Regions from separate parts of the Anas platyrhynchos genome. Here region 1 is linked to region 2. Evidence: chromatin contacts called from public Hi-C data. All regions are on one chromosome and are shown on one strand. Each heading gives the region's core, a stretch centred on a gene start, on an enhancer-like site or on the middle of the called end of the contact. The rest is flanking DNA. Distances are from core to core; before and after follow the strand shown. Region 1 overlaps GALNT10 (polypeptide N-acetylgalactosaminyltransferase 10). Region 2 holds the start of GALNT10 (polypeptide N-acetylgalactosaminyltransferase 10).

Region 1 (4,223 bases), core at 1,150-3,649, 74 kb after region 2:
CTGCTGCATGCATTGAAGGAACGTTCAGGCTGAGAGCAAGCCAGCAGAGAAACCATCAGTCTTTAGCACCTCAGGAAACATTTAACCAGGGGATGGATCAAATTCCATTAATAAAAGCCTTGTTTCTTGGATGAAACGTGTACACAAAGCTTCACTAGAAAACACAGCATACAGTGGGGACAAAAATAATTCAGGCAAATGTTAAATTAGAAACAAACTTCCTAACTTGGGTCCTAACCCTAAATACTGGCTAGCAATCTCGATCCCTTAAAACAGGAATTTGTAGATTAGAAATGACAGTCAGTCTATCCATTTAGGACAAAAATGTGTGCTCTTTTGACTTGTGTATATGCAGAATAGCTCGGTGTATCAAACCAATTCTTCTAAAGGTCTTCCTGTGTCAGGTCATGTTCAGGTGAAACCGAAGATTTCAGTCTTGAATTTTAGTTGCTGGCATTACACCTATTCGAACGAGCCGCATCCTTTTGTAAGCCTTACATGCAGGATGCTCCAGGCAAAGTGCTCTGCAGGTCTGTGTGGTGTGAGAACCATTTTCCTTCATCTCAGTGGATTAACAAATACTAACCTTTTAGTGCACTCTTGGATTTTGAAGAAAGGATAAAAAAGCATGCACAAGTGTTTCTGTGCAGCACTGGCTACATTTCCTTTCTGCTGCCCCTAACTCTACAGCCCTAGTTTCTGTGTTCAGTGGTCTCTTCTGACAACGTTTCTGGTTGTGTCACTGAAGTTAGTGCTGACTGGGGCCTTTGCTGCTTATTCCAGGCACATACTGGCGCTGCTTCTCAGCAGCTCACGTTTGCCCACACTGAAACAGGCCTGGCATTTTGCTTTTTCTTTTTTTAAGCAGCACATCCTGCTTAACTCTAAGGCTCTCAGCTTCAGTGAAGGGTGGCTTCTTTCTCCCTTCCTATCCTATTGATGCAGAGATCAGTTTCAGACTGTCAACTAGAATTTTTGCTCTCTGTTCACCCTAAGTGCTTAGGTCAGATTTCAGAGTAGCCTTCCACCAAGCACCAGCAGGAAAATGGGCATGCACACACCCCTGTCCCCCTGTGAAATGCAATTATTGGAAAGTGCTATCGTTGTGCAATTATTGGAAAATGCTCCAGACGATAAGGAGGAGCCGTGCTGGTGTGTATTGTGCAAACACACAGATCCCAACGCCTCTTTAGTCACCTCAATCTTTTATAGAACCGTAAGTCCCAGCTGTAATGGCAGCTGATGCTTACAATGCAAAGAATTACAATTTTCCTGAATTACTGTTTGCCCTTGCTTTCATCCTCTCACTTACCTCGTTACGCAGAGAACCCCCTTGGCTTCTCCTCCGTGTCCTTTTCTTCCCACCTTTCAGTGTATGCTCAGACACCCAGCCAGCTTCTCTCCATTGATCCACCCCATGCGCTTTATATTTGTTGTGCCTCGCAGAAGCAGCTTTCTTTTCAAGGCTTGACTCACTCTTTTGTGTGTGTGTGCTTTTGTGTTTTTTTTTTCTTCCTGTCTTGGGAAGCATTGGCTCATCGTGCTGCAGTCTCTGGAAACCATAAACCTTGTACACCCAGATAATTTGTGTTCACACACCAATCGTGGTATTGTATTGTGTGTTTGAGAGGAGAGGTTTAGCTGTCTTACGTGTCATTGTTTTCTGAAATGGCAGAACGGGAATTGGATCAGAATAACATTCCCATGTAGAGAATAGGTGCCGTGTTATCTTCTGCTTTCATAGCTAAGTCAAAGGCTCTTGAGTCACTTTATGAATATGGAGTTATGGCTCTCCAGGCCACTGAGAAGACTGAAATAATACCACCTGTGTTACTTACTTCTGTATATGCTTTAATGATTAGGGAGAGATTGTAGCCATAGAGAAATCTGCTGCAGTATTCCCGCTGACCTCACTGTAGCCAGGTTTTCGGTTAATTCCAGCAGATCTGTCAGCTGCTAGGTTCCTATCTCAAAATGTAGATTGGTGAAATTGTGCCTGGGGAGGAAGAGAGATTTCCTGCTCTCTCCTAATGAGATCTGATTAGATCATTTTGTAAAGCCCAGCCTGCCGGACCAGCTTTAATTCTTGTTCTTGCAGCGTTCCAGTAAATTGTTGTTTGGAATTAAGCGCATCAAGTTCAGGCTCTGATGTTTGCTGTCATGTCAGCTAGTGAGGTTAGGCACCAGCTCACCCTTCTATAAAACAGCAACCAAAAAAAAAAATAAAAGAAAAAAAAAAGGAAAAAAAAAAGCAACTGGCTCCCTGGCCTAAGGAGGATGCAGTAAGTGGCAGGCAGTGTTAGAGCAGAGGCACCAGGAGCTCCCCCCAGAGCAGCGCCGCTTCAGCTGTTTGGCAGCGCTGTATTTTTAGCAGTGTAAGTTCTGATGTGTCATGCCTGTGAACTGTGGCCTTGTTTAAAAACAACCAAATATTGCCAGCCGAGTGGAAGTGTTCTCTCAGCTAACGCGCAGCTATTTCGGGTTTGCTTCGCTAGCAGTTATTCCTTGACAGGCCCTCGAATGTGATTCCCCTGACCTTTAACTTTCTAATGCTTTTGCTAGCTGTGTTTTACTGATACACGTCACACTCTTCCCCTCTCTCCTTTCTTCCAGTTTTATAGATAAGGGCTGGTAATTGTCTTTATGGAGGTTGTAATGAGTTCTGTCACTGCACAAAGAAGCTCGCTAATAAAATAAATCAAAGCAGCAATGAATGAATGGAAAGCGTGCTTTTAAAATTAGATTTGTACTGCGAGTGCCACACTGTCACTTGCAGCATGAGACAATATTAAAAAAGCACTGAGTTGGCAAAGTACCTGGAAAGGGTCGTGGAGGTGTCTGCTAGCAGGAATTAAGAAGCCTTCTGCTGGCTTCACACAGCGGTGTTGCAGCATCACTGGGGAGTAAATATTGTAAGGCATGATTAGGAAAGGAGCATGTAAAACTGATCGTAAATTTCACTTATGCAGTAAGTCAGTTGAGTGGCTTTTCTTATCATGTCATTACATGGGTTTATGTAGTGTCCTCCTGTGGGCCTGGAGTCTTTTTGTACCAGCAAGGAGCTCTTGGCCCCACATCTCATCGCTCTGTCTAGCCTCCCGTACCCCTTCATCCCGGTGTGCCATACAACGTTTGGGCAGGCAGCAGGGCTAACAAGCTGGTGTTTTCGTTCAGGGTTGCTTTACCCTAAAACACAGCTGGTTGTGAACCAACGGGGCTTACTTGGTGCTGGTGCAGTGTACGATGTGAAAATACAGGTTGGTGAGGGGTGTTTCTGCCTGTGCAACTGAGCTCTAGGCTTCTCAGCTGTTCCTGCAGGTTTTTTTTTATAGTTCCCAGGTTCTGGACAGATCTGTTGCAGCTCTTACAGCTTTGTACAAACCCTCTGTCGTAGAAACAAACAAACAAAAAAAAAAAACATCTTAAACTATTCTTTTCTTGGTCTACCTGTTAATTTCCTAGTGGTGAAATCACATCGTGGCTCTCTGTAGTAAAAAGCGCAGCAGACAGAGAATAGGAAGCATTTCTAATTCAACAAGAAACTTCACAGAAGCCGAGTGCAAGTTTCTTTTTTTATATTCATCTCTTCTGCACCAGACTCTTAAGACACAGCAGGGACAAAAGGAATGAAATTCTGTAGGAGTGTTTGTCAACTTTCTTCTTGTCTCTCTCTCGCCGTAACGGCATGTAATTAAGTACCTTGAACTTTAGAAGTTGTCTGTGAAAAATATTCCACTAACTGAGAGCAACCAGCCTCCATTAAGTTATACACAGTCAGCAAATGACTGTAATTATTAGGGCCAGTAGACAGAGCTGAAACTCCAGAGGACTTTAGTGTCAGAGCTAATAATTATGCAGCAGCCTTGGCCAAATATTTCTCTGCCGAGCTAAGTATTTAATATTGTCACCGTGGAATATTAATAGAATTGCCTGCTATGTGTGAAGCTGTTGACTAAGCTCATCGTACGGTGAACTGTGGTGGCTCAAATTAGCCACAGTGAATGGAGAGCTCAAGAGCTCTGCATCAGCTTGCAGCACCAGCAGGCCTTCTTTAATACTGCTGCCTTGGGGGTATTAACACAAGATCTAGGGACAAAACGAAGGCCATTCAATGTCATGCTTCAAGAATTTAGAAAAGCATTTGGCTTGAATAGCGAAGAGTACTTTTCACTATTGATTAGGTATCTCTGGGAAGCACGTATCGATATATTTCTTAAACCTAA
Region 2 (3,850 bases), core at 702-3,201:
CGTCTCAGCACAGGAGCTGCAAGCCGGGCAACCCAGCTCGCTAGCAGAGAGCTTCCACACAGGGACTGAGCTGCTATTAATTCATCCTATATTTGTTTTGAAAAGCACCTCGGCAAGGTACACCATTTCCCTTTCCAACTACAGGCTTAACATCCGCAGTCTTTCTCCTGTCTCAGAAGCAAATCCCCATTTATTTTGCATGTACCCAATTAATCCCCAAGGCATTACACCTAGCGGGCCAAAACGAGAGCTCTGCCTCTGCTAAAACACTGCAGGAGAAAGAGGAGAGGGAGAAACGCTGGGCTTTTAGTCAAAGAGACTGGCCTCAGCGTGGCAGTGTTTCGGCAGTGCGTTTCCCTGGTGCCATGGAGCACAGCGAGGAGCCCCTCAGGTGCCAGCAGCTTTCCTGGGGCTCCTGGAGATCTGCCCGTGGCTTTGATTGAAGCCAGGCTTGCAAACACTTCTCGGGGGTCTTTCTAGACCCCCCCCATGTTCCTGCTGCGATGCAAGGAAGTCCACCCATTTATTGTACAGGCGGCTGCATGGGTATAAATGGTTTTCCTTGGTAACCCCAAGGGGATTCAATCCATCACGAAGCAGGTAGGAGAAACCCAGAGCATCCATTTCCAGTGTGATCACCAAGGAGCAGCCACGGTGCCCTTGCTACGAGGCTCTTCAGACGCTTTGATTGTTTGGGATGCTCCCAGGTACAAAACTGATCTACCTGCAGCACCGGCCAATTCCTGCCCCAATTTGAGCTCGTGCGACTCCGCTGAAGTCAATACACCAGGCAAACATTTCATTTAGCAAGCAGGCTCAGAATCCCACATTTAAGCATGTGTCAAGCCAGCCAGTAGCTTTGTTTTAATTAACTCTCCAACTTTGTGGCTGTCATTTCTTTATATAAACGAGGATGTTCTGCCAAGGGCAGAACGCAGTCCCGCGTGCCTACCTACAGACCTCTGCTGGGGCACGAGCACTTCTCAAAGGGGGCAGAGGCAGGGAAGGGGCTGGGGATGATGCTGTCGGGGTCCATATGGCTGCAGGATTAAAGCAGAGGCAGCAGAGCTTTCCAGCCTAGGTGCTCACAGAGAAAGCAGGGATAACATCGCCGTAGTTTTTTTTGTAGGATTTTGGTGGCCAAGCATTATTCAGCAGTGGCCAAAGCCTCCGCACTGCCCAGGGGTGGTTTGGTGATGCTGGAAGACCCCTCCCAGGCAGGAGCAGAGGCATTTCACGAGTCACCATCTTCTCCGCCCAGGAAGGAACAATGGAAGGGAAATCAGCTGGCGACAAATCCTCATTTATAATTAAAAGGGGAGCAGGAGCTGCCTGAACGTGCCGCAGCTCGGGAGCTGCAGCCTGCGCCCCCCAGCTGCTCCCCCCCCAGCAGCTGCCCCCTGGCGGCCCGGGGAACTTTGGGGAAGTTCAAAGCCCTTTGCTGCCCTTCTGCGAAATAACAACTTCTTTATGCTGGAAAAGACCAAATATATTTTTTATTATTATTATTTTTTTAAATTATTATTTTTAGCGGAAGCCCCAGTGGTGTCACAGCCTTGCTGCTGGCACCAGCCGAGCCGGGCACCTTCCTAGCTAAAGGGGCAAGTTGGCTCGTAAATAAGGACCAGATCCACCCCCCCATTTTGGGGGAGATTCCCCAAATTCCCCCAATTTTGCTGCTGTTAAATTTAATTAAAATAAAAAAAATAATAATTAAAAAAATGAATTAAAGGAAAAAAAAATAGAAAAAAGAACACATGCTGAGCCAACCCATCCAGTTCACGGGCAGCTTAATTAACCCCGCAACCCCCCCGCAGGGCGCTAATTGCCTGGGGGCACCTCCAGGGAGGGCGGGGGGGGGTGGCACAGGGGGGAGGGGGGGCGTGGCTTGTGCTAAGCCCCGCCCACTTTTGGCGTTTTGTGGGCGTGTCCCGGCGAGGCCCCGCCCCCTCGCGCGGAGCGGAGCGGAAGTGCCGGAGTTGGCGCTGCTCGCGCGCGGGGCAAGTTGGGCTCCGGCGGGGCGGGGGCGGCTCCGCGCCCCCCTGCTCGCCTTCATCCCCTCCTCCTCCTCCTCCTCCTCCTCCTCCTCGCCGTCGCCGCTCTCCTTCTCCCCGCGGCTCCCATGCGGCGGAAGCAGAAGCGGCTGCTGCAGGCGGTGGGGCTGGCGCTGGCCGCCCTCGTCTTCTTGCCCAACGTGGGGCTCTGGTCCCTCTACCGGGAGCGGCAGCCGGACGGCGGCGGTGGTGGTGGCGGGGGGGGGGCTGCAGGGCAAGGGGCGGCGGTGGTGGTGGAGGTGGGGGCTGGAGAAGAGACGGTGAGTGAGGGGGGGGGGTACTGGGAGGGTGTGGGGGGGGGTAATGGAGGGGTACTGGGAGGGTACTGGGAGTGGGGGGGGTACTGGGAGGGTACTGGGAGTGGAGGGGAGGGCTGCTGGGGGGGTACTGGGAGTGTAAAGGGTCCTTGGGGGGGTCCTTGGAGAGTGGTAGGGGCTGTGGGGGGTACTGGAGGGGGGCTTCTGGAGGGGTACTGGGAGTTTAGGGGGTGTTAGGGGGGTGCTGGGAGTGTATGGGGGAAGTGGGAGGGTACTGGGAGGGTGTGAGGGGTTTGGAGGGGGTGCTGGGGGGTTCTGGAGTGTGTATGGGGCTGCTGGGGGGGTCCTGGGGGTGATTGTGGAGGCATAGGGGGTGCTGGGGGGGTCTTGGGGGTGATTCTGGATTTGTGGGGGATGCTGGGGGGGGGGTCCTGGGCGTATATGGGGTGCTGTGTGTGTAGGGAGTGCCCAGCAGTGTGGGGCTGCAGTGGGTGGGGGCCAGAGCTCAGCTGCGGTGTGTTGTGTTCGTGCATGCCTGGAGGATGGGGCTGAGCTTTTGAGGACCCCCGCCCACATCTCAGTGTTTGGGGGGTCTCGTCTGGCCCCTCTGTACACGGGGATGGGGAGCAGCTGCCCCACAGCAGCAGGGATCTGGTGGTTTGAGCCCAGGGGGAGGCAGCCCCCCAGGAGGCAGTGGCAGGAGGGAGGCTGCCTGCAGGGAGGGAGCCGAGCGCGGCTCCTGTGAGAAATGGGAGCAGCTGAATTGACGTAAGCTGAGGAGAGAAGGGGCTCGAGTAGGGGATGGGGTGGAGGTGGACGGTGAGTACTTTCTTGGCAGCTTACGGATCCAGAGACCAGAGGTCTGCTTGCCTTTCTGGCCGGGCTTGGTAAGGGAATAAAGCAGGATCTTCGCTCTGAGGAGTAAAGAAGGGAAGTTTGCCCCCTCCTTGCAATGGAAAGAATAGTAAATGTGTCTCCTGAGGGCATCCCTTCTGCTCCATTTCTCCTCACCTGTCTCAGGAAGGTATGGGGAACGCGCATCACCAGTTACTTCAGGGTCCCCACGGACCTTGTGGCAAGGGCTAGCAGAAAGCACCGGGTGGAGCGTGAGGGCGATGCCTGTGCCCTGATCCTCCTCTGGGGAAAGAAGAGCACGGAGCTGTTCCCATCGAGGTGGGGAATGCCCGCTGGGTACCTGCTGCTTGGTGGTGGTGCAGCAAAATGCATTCCTTGCTCGTCCCTCTGGGGTAGAAACAGGCAAACCCCCTGCTTAACGTGAGGGACACGAATGCCAGATCACCCGGATTAGACATTTGTAAGCTCGGTTTAGCTGCATTTACTTTTGGCTCTGTAATTGCTTTATCCCATCCTTGCTTTGGCTTCGTACCATTACGAATGATGGGGGCTTGAAAGCCTGAAATGTCAGTGTGTAACTATCGGTTCAGCTCCTTGTTCAAAACCACTTAAAACTCTCAGTTGTCTCAATCTTCCCCTCCTCGGAGACTTGCCATTACGACTGCACCGTAAAGGTGGAGAAAC

Evidence for each region. A called contact is a pair of places that touch in the nucleus more often than the background predicts.
Region 1: a contact with region 2 is called in a Hi-C map of subcutaneous adipose tissue, with 1.6 times the contacts expected there. The contact joins the enhancer-like site here to the promoter of GALNT10 in region 2. A contact is called at or near these places in 3 of 8 Hi-C or Micro-C datasets (F1 follicle, liver and subcutaneous adipose tissue).

The regions. Positions count from the first base shown.
Region 1 is chr14:6,960,907-6,965,129 of IASCAAS_PekinDuck_T2T, forward strand. All of the region lies in intron 7 of GALNT10 (polypeptide N-acetylgalactosaminyltransferase 10), which reads left to right. Among named protein-coding and RNA genes, the nearest start is that of SAP30L, 18 kb to the right of the region's middle. Within about 2 kb of position 2,400, at least 4 of the 8 cell types and tissues checked have an H3K27ac peak or open chromatin away from gene starts, as enhancers often do. A contact at or near this core is called in F1 follicle and subcutaneous adipose tissue, where this site is marked.
Region 2 is chr14:6,887,277-6,891,126 of IASCAAS_PekinDuck_T2T, forward strand. GALNT10 (polypeptide N-acetylgalactosaminyltransferase 10) reads left to right here and starts at 1,952. Exons shown (of 12, transcript XM_072023543.1): 1 at 1,952-2,314. The coding sequence starts at 2,123.